Linked DNA regions of Sus scrofa: regions 1 and 2 are each linked to region 3. A link is a contact called in public HiChIP or PLAC-seq and promoter capture Hi-C data. All regions are on one chromosome and are shown on one strand. The core of a region is the stretch at or near the end of the contact, and the rest is flanking DNA. Distances in the headings are between cores, read along the strand shown. Region 1 overlaps SUFU (suppressor of fused homolog). Region 2 holds the start of TRIM8 (probable E3 ubiquitin-protein ligase TRIM8). Region 3 holds the start of GBF1 (Golgi-specific brefeldin A-resistance guanine nucleotide exchange factor 1).

The links. Promoter capture Hi-C pulls out the DNA fragments that hold promoters and counts their contacts. HiChIP or PLAC-seq counts read pairs in DNA pulled down with a chosen protein or histone mark.
Region 1: a contact with region 3 is called in a promoter capture Hi-C map of fetal liver, with 2.0 times the contacts expected there. The contact joins the enhancer-like site here to the promoter of GBF1 in region 3. A contact is called at or near these places in 2 of 5 promoter capture datasets (fetal liver and liver), 7 of 47 Hi-C or Micro-C datasets (blood, heart right ventricle, omental adipose tissue and 3 more) and 1 of 2 datasets of contacts at active chromatin or transcription factors (alveolar macrophages).
Region 2: a contact with region 3 is called in an H3K27ac HiChIP or PLAC-seq map of alveolar macrophages. The contact joins the promoter of TRIM8 here to the promoter of GBF1 in region 3. A contact is called at or near these places in 1 of 47 Hi-C or Micro-C datasets (liver) and 2 of 2 datasets of contacts at active chromatin or transcription factors (alveolar macrophages and skeletal muscle).

The regions. Positions count from the first base shown.
Region 1 is chr14:113,588,412-113,592,258 of Sscrofa11.1, forward strand. It overlaps SUFU (suppressor of fused homolog), which reads left to right. Exons shown (of 14, transcript XM_021072750.1): 7 at 763-848; 8 at 1,102-1,174. Among named protein-coding and RNA genes, the nearest start is that of TRIM8, 47 kb to the right of the region's middle. Within about 2 kb of position 2,465, at least 15 of the 83 cell types and tissues checked have an H3K27ac peak or open chromatin away from gene starts, as enhancers often do. A contact at or near this core is called in fetal liver, omental adipose tissue and retroperitoneal adipose tissue, where this site is marked.
Region 2 is chr14:113,635,561-113,639,817 of Sscrofa11.1, forward strand. It overlaps TRIM8 (probable E3 ubiquitin-protein ligase TRIM8), which reads left to right and starts at 1,877. Exons shown (of 6, transcript XM_001928904.7): 1 at 1,877-3,485. The coding sequence starts at 2,916.
Region 3 is chr14:113,243,380-113,247,365 of Sscrofa11.1, forward strand. It overlaps GBF1 (Golgi-specific brefeldin A-resistance guanine nucleotide exchange factor 1), which reads left to right and starts at 2,107. Exons shown (of 42, transcript XM_003483549.4): 1 at 2,107-2,376.

The DNA.
Region 1 (3,847 bases), core at 1,215-3,714, 350 kb after region 3:
TGATGGTTTGTCTCAGACGGTCTGATTTAACCTGCTGAGATGGGGTAAGGAGGCAGGGGGAGGGGACATTTGGGTGGGAGAGGGTGGCTGTAGCTGAGAGGGGGAACAGGGAGCATGTTTCTGTGAACTCCTGAGATCTAGCTACAGACCCAGGGCCTTGCGGCAGGAAGGCAGCTTTGGGCTGGACCTGCTCTTACCCAGAAGGGACACGTGTCTCCCCCAGCTGCAGCCGGGCTGGCCCGTAATCACGGTGGGACCTGAGTGATGGTTCCGTTGTTTCCTTTGAGATTGACTCAGAAGCTCAGCCCCTGATAAGGAAGGGAGCTTCTCTGCAAGCTGCCTGGGCCCTTCGTTCCGAGCTTGAAGCATCTCAGAATCTCCCCTGCTTCCCATCCTCATGATCCTAGCCTGACCAGGAGCCTCTCCTTGGACCTCCCCTGCTGCCAGAGGCACAGGCTGGGGACCCATCTTCTGTTGGCAGGGCCCTGATTTCCCTTCTGCAGTCTAGGGCGAGGCTTTATGTCACCCAGACACCTGAGCCATCACAGCAGGGCAAGGGTCAGACCTCGGTGCCTCAGCTGCAGCCCCATCCATCCTAGGCAGGCCAGCTGTTCCCTCCTAAAGGAACCATCCCATTTTGGACACATCAGCCCCTGAGCACACCCAACCTGGGGTGACACTGAGAGAGCCTGGGTGGCGGACTGAGACGGGCAGGAGGAATGACCATTGACACACAATAGCGTCTTTGTCCCTGGGTCTCAGATCGTTGGCGTCTGCACCGAGGAGCTCCACGCAGCCCAGCAGTGGAACGGGCAGGGCATCCTGGAGCTGCTGAGGACGGTCCCCGTGTGAGTGCACCCCTGCGCCGTGAGGTGGGGCCTGGCTCCTGGGCCTGGGGTTGGGAGCCCCTCCTTCCCCCAGCAACGTGTGGGTGCCCCCTTACATTGCTGCGCGGGCTCTGGGTTTTCACACTGGGCAGGGCTTCCCCATCACTCTCCCTGACTGTCCCCCGCGTTCGGGGCCGGGGGCAGCAAACAGGGAAGGCTGTAGAGCCAGCCCATCAGCCCCCGTTACCATCCTATCCCCTTTCCTTGTCCACAGCGCTGGCGGCCCCTGGCTGATAACTGACATGCGGAGGGGAGAGACCATATTTGAGATCGATCCACACCTGCAAGTATGTCTTGAGTGAGGAAAACCTTTCTAGCACACACTGTGCCTAGGCCTCTTCCAAATAGCCCTGGCTTTCATCCTGGGAAAACGGAGGAGCTTTATTTGTGAGTGAGTAGAAATGTGGCATGATTGGGAACTTCTCTCCTGAATTCTGCAGAGTACATAAAGGAGCAGGGAGACTTGTCTCAGACACATGCATTTTTGCATTTAAAAGGGATTGATTTTATTGTATGCAAAGTATACATTAATAATTGTGACTTTAAAAAAATTAGATCGGAGTTCCCATTGTGGCTCAGCAGTTATCGAACCCGACTAGCATCCGTGAGGAAACGAGTTTGATCCCTGGCCTCCTTCAGTGGGTTAAGGATCCAAGGTTGCTGTGGCTGTGGTGTAGGCCAGAGGCTGCAGTTCTGATTTGACCCCTAGCCTTGGAAACTCCATATGCCATGAGTGTGGCCCCTAAAAGACAAAAAGACAGAAAAAGAAAAAAATTACCAGCAACAGAAAAAAAAAAAATCAGTATAATGGATAATGCTTGCTTAGTACCCATTCGCCAACAGTCCCCTTCTTAGAAGAACACACATTTTCTTTCAGGGAGTCACCCCCCACCACCCCTTCCTTGTAACAGTAGAGCCGGTGATGTTGACCCCACAGCCCGCCTGCAGCGGGGAGCACTGATTGGTCTAATGATCCCAACCCCCTTTTAGATACATTTTTCTTTTGTTCTTTCTTTCTTTTTTTTTTTGCTTTTTAGGGCCCACCTGCATCACATGGAGGTTCTTAGGCTAGCGGTCAAATCAGAGCTATAGCTGCCGCCCTACGCCACAGGAACAACTAAGCATGATCCGAGCCTCATCTGCGACCTATACCACAGCTCACGGCAACGCTGGATCCTTAACCCACTAATGGGGTCAGGGCTTGAACCAGCATCTTCATATGCTAGTCAGGTTCGTTCCCATTACCACTGAGCCATGACGGGAACTCCTAGATACATTTTTCATCTCGAGTGGTCAGACACAGAGCTCCTCCCCTGGGAAGCTAGCGTTCCTTAATGTGTAAAAGGAAGTCTTTATACACACAGGCCTGCCGTTGTCCACTCGCCGTAGCCCACCTGTACAGTGTCAGGATCATCTTTGGGTTTTTTAGAAAAAGCCCTCTTTTTGCATGCAGGTGAATTTTGAAAGCCACGTGGTGCATAACTTCCTTTCTTATGGGCTGCTCATGAAGCAGGAACCACAGGCAGCTCTTAATGACTCTGGCCTGTGCCTGCCTCCTCCTCCTCTGCCCCGCCCATCGCAGGTCATTGCCCTCTCTGAACCTTTTATGCCTCTGTAAAAACCTGGTAGGCCACAGGCAGCTGCCAGGAGTTATGTGTCCTTTAGGAAGGGCAGGAGGTATCGGGGAGAGGTAGCAAGTGGACATGTAGCCAGCAGTGCCCGGGCTCGTTACTCCTGTGAGCTCTTGGGCGAAGCTCTGCTCATTCACAGATGATGCTCTCTATTTTCCCAGTGCCACGAACACTGAGACATTACCATTTCTGCCAGGATCCTCTGTTATCCCTCCTGTAAACTTGGTTTCCTTGTCATTTCTGCTTATGCAAGAACCAGAAGCCACGAAGGCTGTTTCCCTCAACCCCTGTTCTTCAGCTACCCTGGGATCCAGCACGGGGCACTGTGGGCTGTTGTTTGGCCCCTGTCCTGAGTGCCAGGTGTTAAGGGAGAGCCTGACCCTCTGAGCTAGTAGGGTGATCAGCCCGTTCTTTCTTGCAAGCTGAGAGCAGCTCTCTTCTCTAGTCTTCAGGTGCCCTCAAGACAGGCCAGCAGGACCCAGGACACCTAGTGGTCTTCAAAAGCAAACAGGGGCACCTTGGCGAGACAGTCCAGCTTCCTTCCCTGGTGGCTCCGTGTCCCCAGTGGGAACTCCTTTGTGCTTGCTTTGTCTCTGGGGCCTGCTTGCAGGCGGTTCATTTTAGGGCTGCTCCTGGTCCTTTGCTCCAGGCTCTCCCACTAGCCAGCCCTGTGTGTAAACAAGCCCCTGAACTCCTCTGTGTCTGCACCCCTCCTCCTCTATTTCTAGAATAAGTGGGCTGAGCTCTGTTGTGCCATGAGCGTCCTCTGCTCCTTGCTTAGGTGAGGGGTGTCGGGGTGGTCAGTGGAGAGGGGAAATCACCCTGGGCAAAGCAGGCCCACACGCCCCTGCCTAGAGCGCAGAGAGCCACTCCCTGTCATCAGCCTCCCCTGCCCTTGCTCACGTCCCCGCTTTCCCCAGGCTGATGGCACTGGAGAGGAGGAGAGTGTGATTGATGAGACGGAGGCATCGGGCCAGGGCCACCTGCTGACTGGTCTCGAGAAAGAAGGACCCTGTGTAAGCTTGTGCTTCCCTCGTCAGGCTCCCCAGCTGAGCTCAGGCCAGTTTGGAGCCTGTGGAGCCATGGGGAAGGTCTCCAGACAGGGAGGTGCAGACTCTCACTGAGATACTGACTCAGGAGCTTTGTTTGGCCCACATGACTGTTTATGAACAAGGTTGGGGGAGCCTCCCAGATGAACTTTAATCCGAAGCCCAGCATCACAGCTGTTTGACCAGAAATCCCAGGGTGTTTTTGTTCAACTCTTTCTTGAGGCCACTTGGAGAGAGTTTGGACTCAGCAGAGCCCAGGACTGTGCCAAGGCAGGGCCTC
Region 2 (4,257 bases), core at 627-3,126, 390 kb after region 3:
TTAACCCGCTGAGCCACAACAGGAACTTGCTTGGTAGTTTTAAGGGTCAGAAATGTTGGGGAAAGTATTGAGGACACTGGGGAAATTGCTGCACAGTGAACCTTTGCAATTCACGGCTCAGTTCCATCAGACAGACGAGTCGACCGACAAACCCTCCTTTCCCTCTCAGGTAAAAAGCGCAATGAGTGAGGAGGCCCAGGAAGAAGTGGTCCCACCTCGTAGCATTATCATCTCCCTTTTAAGAAGCGAGGAAACTCATCCCCCAACCCCAATGTTTAATGTACCGAAGTTAGTGCGAGTCACGTGAGGCTCTAGTGTTTGCTCCGCCTTAAAGAGGCGGAGCCTCAGCTTGGGGACCAATAGCGGGAACAGCCTCCGGAACAGCCCCCAACTCCAGACAGGGAAAAGGGGAGGAGCCGAGCGTCTCAGCAGCTGTAACAGCACTTCCGGACAGTATGCCCCGCCTCCTCCTCCTCCCGCCTCTCGTGTCGGCTTATTTCTCCTTTGCCGGGTGGGCAGAACCAGCGGGTGCTGATTACAGGCGCCGGCGTTGCGTTGCTGCTTTCTCCTCGGCTCCCCTCCCAGCCCTCCCCCACCCCGTCCCCCCCTTGCAGAGTAGCGGGACCGGCCTTGATGTAGGGACACCACCCTCCTCTTTCCGCCCTAGCTCGGGAGTCCGGCTCACCGTAACCCCCTGCCCGCTCGCGTCCCCACCCTGCCAGCAGCACTTTGCTGCGAGCCCATTGTATCCTCCCCATCTCCGGGCTCATGCTCCGAGGCTGGGCCGTGGAGGGAAGATCGGGGACCTCTGTGCACCCCTCCAGCCAGTCCAGCGAGTCGGGGCCCCTCCCCCGCTTGCCCTCCTCGCAACAGCGAGATAGCGGCGAGGGCGCCCTTCCCTCGCGTCTAAGGCGGAGAGGGCCGACTGGCGGGCAGCAGGGACGCACAGCTCCCCCCTCCCCAGCCCCAGCGGCGAACCCCACCCCCCCCGTCCCCTTCCTGGGAGAAGGAGAGCCCAAGCCCGAGCGAGCCGAGGCAGGAAAAGGCAGCTGTGGACTGCCTGGCCCGCAGATCATTTTTATTATCGAGATTATTATTAAAAGGGGGCAGGGAGCCCAGGATGCGGGGGAAGGGGCTAGAGACGCAGCTATTTTTATTAAACAGATTAGTCCTGAAATAATAATAATACGCGCAAGATGGCTGAAGGTGGCTGTGATGAGAATGTTGGGGTTTTTTTTCCCTTTTTTTTTTTTTTTTTTTTTTTTTTTGATCTGAGGATAAAGCTCTGAGTCGACAGCCGCTGCGGAGACCCTGCCCGGAGTGCCCTGCCCCCAGCTGAGAAGCAGCGGGAGGACAAACGACCCACCGACGGAGCGACCGGCGCGGGCCCGCCCCGGACGCGTCGCCTGGGCAGCAGCTGGGGGCCGCGGGCGCTTGCCTTTCTGCCGACTTCTTCCAATTCTAATCTTTTTATATTTTTTGGAAAGAACCGGGGTGGGTGGAGCAGAGGTGGAGAGAAATCGGGACTTGGCATTTTCTCCCCTCTCTCCTAATTTGAGGGAGCTGCCAGCCCCTCCGCTTAAAAAAAAAAAAAAAAATCCCACCGAAAAAAAGAGAGCGAGAGATAGAAAGAACGCTGCAGGACCCTCCAGCAAGCGCGCTCGGACCTCTGGCCGCCACCGCGGCGGCCGCCGGGAGCCCAAGATGGCTGGGCGCTGAGGGAGGTAGCCCGGCCCGGCTGGCTCGGCCCGGCCCCGCCGCAGCAGGCTGGCTCCGACCGCAGCCCGGAGCCTTCCAGGCCGGAGCAGAGGCCGAGAAGAAAAGAAAGTGGGGGGAGGGGGGCCGAGGTGGCGAAGGGGGAGGGCCGGGCGGGGGGGAGGGGAGGGCCGGGAGCTGAGCCTCCTGTTCATTAGCAGTTGAGAAAAATTCCTTTCTAGTTTGATCAATCCTTGTTTTCCTCGGCAGAGCCGGGGCGCCCGCCCAGCGCGGAGACCGAGAGCGGGGTCTCTCCGCGGCGGGGGCGCCCGGCGCCGGGCCTCGGGGGAGCGCAGAAGTAGCGACGAGGGGGTCAGTCCGGAGCACAGCCGGGGCTTCTCCTCCCTCCCTTTCTGGTTGGCTTTTTTTTTTTTTTTTTTTTTTTTTCCACTTCTCTCCCTCCCCCTTCCGTTTCTATTTGTGAAGGGAGGAGGAAGGCAGAGGCGGGCTGGTGTCTCTGGCCGGGGACTGGAATTTCATCTGAATGACTGCCCCTGCGCGCACGCAGCGCCCCGGAGTCGGCCCGCCTGCGCCCCGCAGCCTGCACCCGCAGACGGACGGCCGGCCCAGGGGCGCCCGCGCTGCGACCCGGGGACCCGCTCGCTTTGCCCGCCCAGTCCGGATCTAGCAGTTCTCCGCGCGGCCGCACTCGCTTCCCCGGCCTCTCGGACCCCGGTCGAGGCGAGGGAGGCGCGGCGCCGGCGAGCCAGGAGGGAGCCACCATTGCCGCCGCCGCCCCCGTCGCTGGAGAAAGTGTGCGGCTCCCGGGCTCTGTCCGCCTTGGGGCGCGCCCCAATGTCAGCCGTGGGGCCGAGCGCAGGCCGCGGGCCGCCGCTGCCCTAGCCGTACCGACCCGGAGGCGGCCTCTTATATGGAATTTGGACCCCGGCGCTCCCCTCCAGGGCTGGTGCCCCGGCCGCGGCCCTGGCGCAGTCCGCTGCCTCCCGCTAGGCGCTCGGGAGGAGGAGGAGACGCAGCCGGCTGCGCGCGCGGCTTGAGGACCGAGGCTCCTTCCTCTGGGGGGCGGGCGCGCGGAAGGCGCTGGTGACTGAGCGACTGTCGGGGCCGCCTGGGGCTGGAGCTCGGGGCTCGGTGGGCCTAGAGCTGCACTGGAAGGACCTCCAGGGTTGGGTAGTTGGGGAGAGCTGCCCGCAGCCGCCATGGCGGAGAATTGGAAGAACTGCTTCGAGGAGGAGCTCATTTGCCCCATCTGCCTGCATGTCTTCGTGGAGCCGGTGCAATTGCCGTGCAAACACAACTTCTGTCGGGGCTGCATTGGCGAGGCGTGGGCCAAGGACAGCGGCCTGGTGCGCTGCCCCGAGTGCAACCAGGCTTACAACCAGAAGCCCGGCCTGGAGAAGAACCTGAAGCTCACTAACATCGTGGAGAAGTTCAACGCCCTGCACGTGGAGAAGCCGCCCGCGGCGCTGCACTGCGTGTTCTGCCGCCGCGGCCCCCCGCTGCCCGCGCAGAAGGTCTGCCTGCGCTGCGAGGCGCCCTGCTGCCAGTCCCACGTGCAGACGCACCTGCAGCAGCCCTCTACCGCCCGCGGGCACCTCCTGGTGGAGGCGGACGACGTGCGGGCCTGGAGCTGCCCGCAACACAACGCCTACCGCCTTTACCACTGCGAGGCCGAGCAGGTGGCGGTGTGCCAGTACTGCTGCTACTACAGCGGTGCGCATCAGGGACATTCGGTGTGCGACGTGGAGATCCGAAGGAATGAGATCCGGGCAAGTACCCTGCACACATACACACACACACTCCCTACTGCCTGGGGACCACCCATCCCGATAGGCTGACTCTTGTGACATCAGGCCAGAGGGCCCCCTTCCAAACTCTACTACTCTGTAAGTTCGGAGGCAAGAAGGGTCCCCAGTCCCTCCTTCATGGATTCCTGCACCTGTGCTCATAGGGTCCCTCTTGTGAGTCACGTATAAAATTGAGGTGTGGGGTTGTCAGGGGTAGAGTTTGGGTGCTGCTTTTCTGTTTTGCCCGCAGCTCCCTCCCCCTCCCGGCGTTGTTTCCGTAGGCCCTACGGGAAGTCACCAAAGGCAGTGACCCAGGTCCTGCTTCTCCAGCTGCTGTTTATGTAATGAGTGTCCTGGTGCCGCTGCTGTGGCTGACATGATCCATGATGCTGGCATACCAATGAGGAAGTAAACAAAAGCAGCCATGTTAGTTTCAAGCCCTATTGGAAACACACTGGGGGGGGGGGAGGTGGAGGGGAGCTTCCGGAGGGAGAGCAGAACTCCTGGTATCTATCTGGCCAAGGCCTGGCCAGCCAATGGCATCGTGGGACAGCATCTCAACTATTTGGATTATTCCCCATAGTCCACTCTCTGTGTGAGAATATCTGTCCTCTGTGTGCTTGTGTGTTTTGCACCCGTCTGCATGAACAAACCTTAAAGTATGTCTTCATCACCCTGAGCCCTTTTCTCCCAGCCCAGCCCTCTGTCACAGCCCTCCCACATTTGGGGAGGGGAAGTGGAAGACGGAAAAAGA
Region 3 (3,986 bases), core at 857-3,356:
GATCGAACCTGTGTCCTCATGGGTACCAGTTGGGTTCGTTACTGCTGAGCCATGACGGGAACTCCAGTAACATATTTCTAACCAAGCTTCATTTTTCCAACTCCTAGTCATCCCCTGAAGTTCCACTAAGGCCTCATTCTCTTGGGAAGCCTTTCCTGAATTCCCAGGAATTAGCTATATGTCTAGCCTTTTGCTCCCACAACCCTCTTGTGCATACCCTCTATTACCCCACCCATAATATTGAAGAGATCAGCTTATGTGTTGTCCCTTATGATACTCAGATTTAGGAGGGCAAGAACCATGTTTCCCTGATCTTTCTATTCTTAAGCATAATGTAGAAATTTAATACTAAAATCTAAGATGGAGACGTTTTGACTGGTAAGATAATGTAGGTTAGAAGGGGCTGGGGCGTTGTCATCTTTTTCCTTATCTCTAATACACAATTGCATTCGTGCTTTCAGATCGATTAATTTCTAGAGGTATGTAGGAGTGGAGATGGGGTAGAAGGGAGTTTTGGGCCACTTAGAGAATTTTCCAGTTTATTATCCAGGACTTCTCTGAGATATGCCCAAGAGACCAAGTATCAGTTTTCAAATGAAGGTGGAAAATGGCTCAGAGGTAGTGTGGAAAGAGATGCTATGGTGGTTGTACCCGCTACTCCTGACTTTTTGGGTGAAAGAGGCAAGGTCTTCACCTGGACCCAGAGATCAGGAGCCCAAAATCCAGGTGCAGGAAGCTGTTAAGGAATTCTTCTGATGTCAGTTCTGGTGGTTTCTTCATATTAGAGGGTTCTAGCCCAAGGTTGGTCTTTGGCTGTCTGGTTTTGAGACCACATTCCTATGGGGTTAGGAATGGAGTTTCCCTGGACTTGGGTCATCCATAAATGGGAGAAAATGAGGGGAGAGTTGGTATCTTCTTTTACTGTGTCCCAGCAGTCTCTTCAGATCTGCAGGAACACCTGGGCTTTATTCCAGCAGACAGGCTAGGAATTCCACCATTCAATCTGCAAGGAGAAAGTCATCTTTCTGTCCTCTTTCTACACACTCTTACTTCTAGGTAATTCTAAATAACTTGGTACCCTGTATCTTCTCTTGCCAGGGGAGAAGCAGCTGGGGGCAGGAGAGTGAATACTGTGGGCTAGCATCTTGCCCTCAGGCCTCTTAGCATTTCTAAGGCAAACAGTAAAGGTTTCAGTTTCCTGTCCCTGGTGATGAGGACTAACCCGTGTGGTTAGCTTTTTTTCCAGGTAGGTAAAGGGTGTCTGAGGCTTAGGATGAGGGTCAGAGCTGGGAGTCACAGTCTGATAGACTAAAGCATAAGAAATATCGAAGGGCAGTGAAAAAGAGAGCTGGAGTGGAGTGAGGACACCTGGGTTTGTCTCTCTGCTCTGTAATTAACTAGCTATAAAAAAACGTGGGGGCTCTCTTTCCATTCTGGGAATCAGTTTCCTGCTCTGCAAAATGAAAGGACCTGAATTAGATACCCAAGGTTTCTGTCACCTCCCATTGTCTCCATCGGCGCAAGTCATAGAAACAAAGTTGAGATGGGACGGACTCATCTATGAGAAGCCAAACAGGGCAAGCGGACGGGACGGTGGGGGAAGGGAGTTTGGAATAGATTGCTCCTCCATCCTGGAGGGAGCCCAGCGATGCCTCGAAAGGAAATGATCCCTCAAGGGTCACGGTATTGGCCCAGGTGACTTTAATAAGGAGTGGCAGCGGGCATCGGGATGGGGGGGAGTAAGGCCGTCCACTCAGGCTCTCAAAACGGACCCCGCCCCCTTTCCAGCAAATCATAGCTTTCTTCCCCATAATGCCCAGCAGCCACTGTCAAGCCACGCACTGCAACCAAACTCTACCCAACTCCGCCTCTCCAACTGCCCAGCACAAATTCTCCTTTTTTATTGGCTTTCATAACTGTCACTCAGAGAGTCCTCATATCCGTTGGTTGTCCCCTGCCTACCCTTTTCTTTCCCTTGTAATCTAGCCTCTTCGGGCACTACCCGCCTCCAAAAGCCAATTTCCTTTCTTCAATTGGATAGCTGGAATGCCACTTTTCACAGTGCAAAGCTATGATTGGCTGTGCGCGGCAGGCTCGCGCAGTTACCAGGCAGCGGGCTAGACTGAGGCTAGTTACCACGTCAGTGAGCTGACAGGGAAGGCAGCCGGCTCCACCGCCCGTTCCGGTCGACTCTTCCCGACCAACTGTGCGGCTCTTGATTTCAGCGTCAACTCCCAGGAAACGAGCACCTTCCCTGCTCGCATCTGCCACCAGAGCCGGTAGAGCAGCTGGGAGACGCCTTCGGGGCCTGGGCTGGACATGAGCAGCGGCTGCCGGTCCTGGGACTAGGCCCCGCCATTTTGGATCCGCTGACAGGTCAGCGAAGTCTCTTAAGAGTTCCAGAGTCGTGAAGGCCGCTCTGACATCGCGAGAGGGAATAGGGGAGGAGGGCCCTTAAATTGAATGAGCCGGGGCAGAATCGAGAAGAGGGAGAGAATGTTATGGGAGGGAACTGGGAGAGGTGCAGGGGGGCAAAGGTCAGGCCCCTGCCGCCGGAGGGACGACTTCGACTCTGGCTTTCGATCTCCTTCGGATGCCGGAATCCTTCTTCCTGTGTTCCTAGATTTAACCTAGTCGTCAGCTTCTCGCTTCCGGAGCTTTCTACATCCTAAAGGGCCGAGTCCCCAGAACCTGAAAGGAAACCTTGAGAGTACTGTATCTTCTTTTCAGGGTTGCTTTTTAGACTTTAGATATGGGAGTCTTTCCAGATTCTGTACAGCATCCACCTCTGTGTGAGTGTCTCATTAATACAGCTGAACTGCATCGTTAATGATGATGAACTAATGCAACCTAGACCAGGATTGAGGCCAGCCTCTTTGGAACCTGGGCTAAGAGAAGGCTTTCCTTTTATGTGGTTTGTATGTAAACACTGGCCTTGTTTTCTGAGCTTGTTTCTTCGTTTACACAATCTTTTACAGATGTTCATTTCTAGTGTATGTTTTTGGTTGACATTCCCTCCAACCCCCACCCCCAGGTCTTCTCTTCAGTTGGCCTAAGGAGATGAAGTTCAGTCTCAAGAAAGCCACTCTATTATGACATATCTGGATGAGAGCAGAGAGGAACTTCAAGACTTGAATTTGAGTGCCTGTGAAGTTGGTACTATTGGCCTATTTAGTGGATAAAAAAGTCATGAGAGGTGTTCAGTCAGTTTAAAAGCGGTAGGGTTAGGGCAGCAGAATGAATGATGGGACATAACCCCAAAGTGTAGTTTATGGCACTGCAGTGACCTTTGATAAACAGCTGTATTATAAAGCTATAAAAGTCCTTCACGAGTAAAGAATGCCTTTAGAAATGAGGAATGATGTAGATAGTGTTTTTTAAAACACAATGTAGAAATTTGCACACACAGGGGACTCCTGGGCCCTGTGGAGGATACTGAGAGAAAGGTCTCTTTGGGGATTGTTCTGCTCAGTTTGTGCACTTCTTAAAAGCAGTAGCTTATATGTGCACTGGCTTAGCTAGAGCAATAGGGATAAAGCAATATCAACCAAATGCCTTTTCAGCATGTAGTAGACACTCAATAAGTGTTACCTGTACCTAGGATTAGTTTTAGTATATGATCCTGACTTATGGCCTTGGTTCTAGTCCTGGCAGTCAGAACTTTTTGCGTGATGAGGTAGTAACAAGGAAGGTCAAAACCTTATTGTGTCAGAAAGGAAAGCTGTCTAGGTTCTGGAGTGACTAAACTCTGCTCTCCGGAAATTGTGTGTGTGTGTGTGTTGGTAGAGGAGGATAGCATCGTTTGTATTTATTGATTTAGAATAAGTTGGATGGAAATGGTACAAGAAACTATTTGCATTTTAACTTGCTGATCAAAGTTGCAGAATTTACAAAAAAGTAATTGAAAGTGGCTAGTGAAATAACATAGTCATCTCAGAAAGTATCCAGGTTTGATGGGTCTGTCTTTCTTTCTGAGTTGATACACC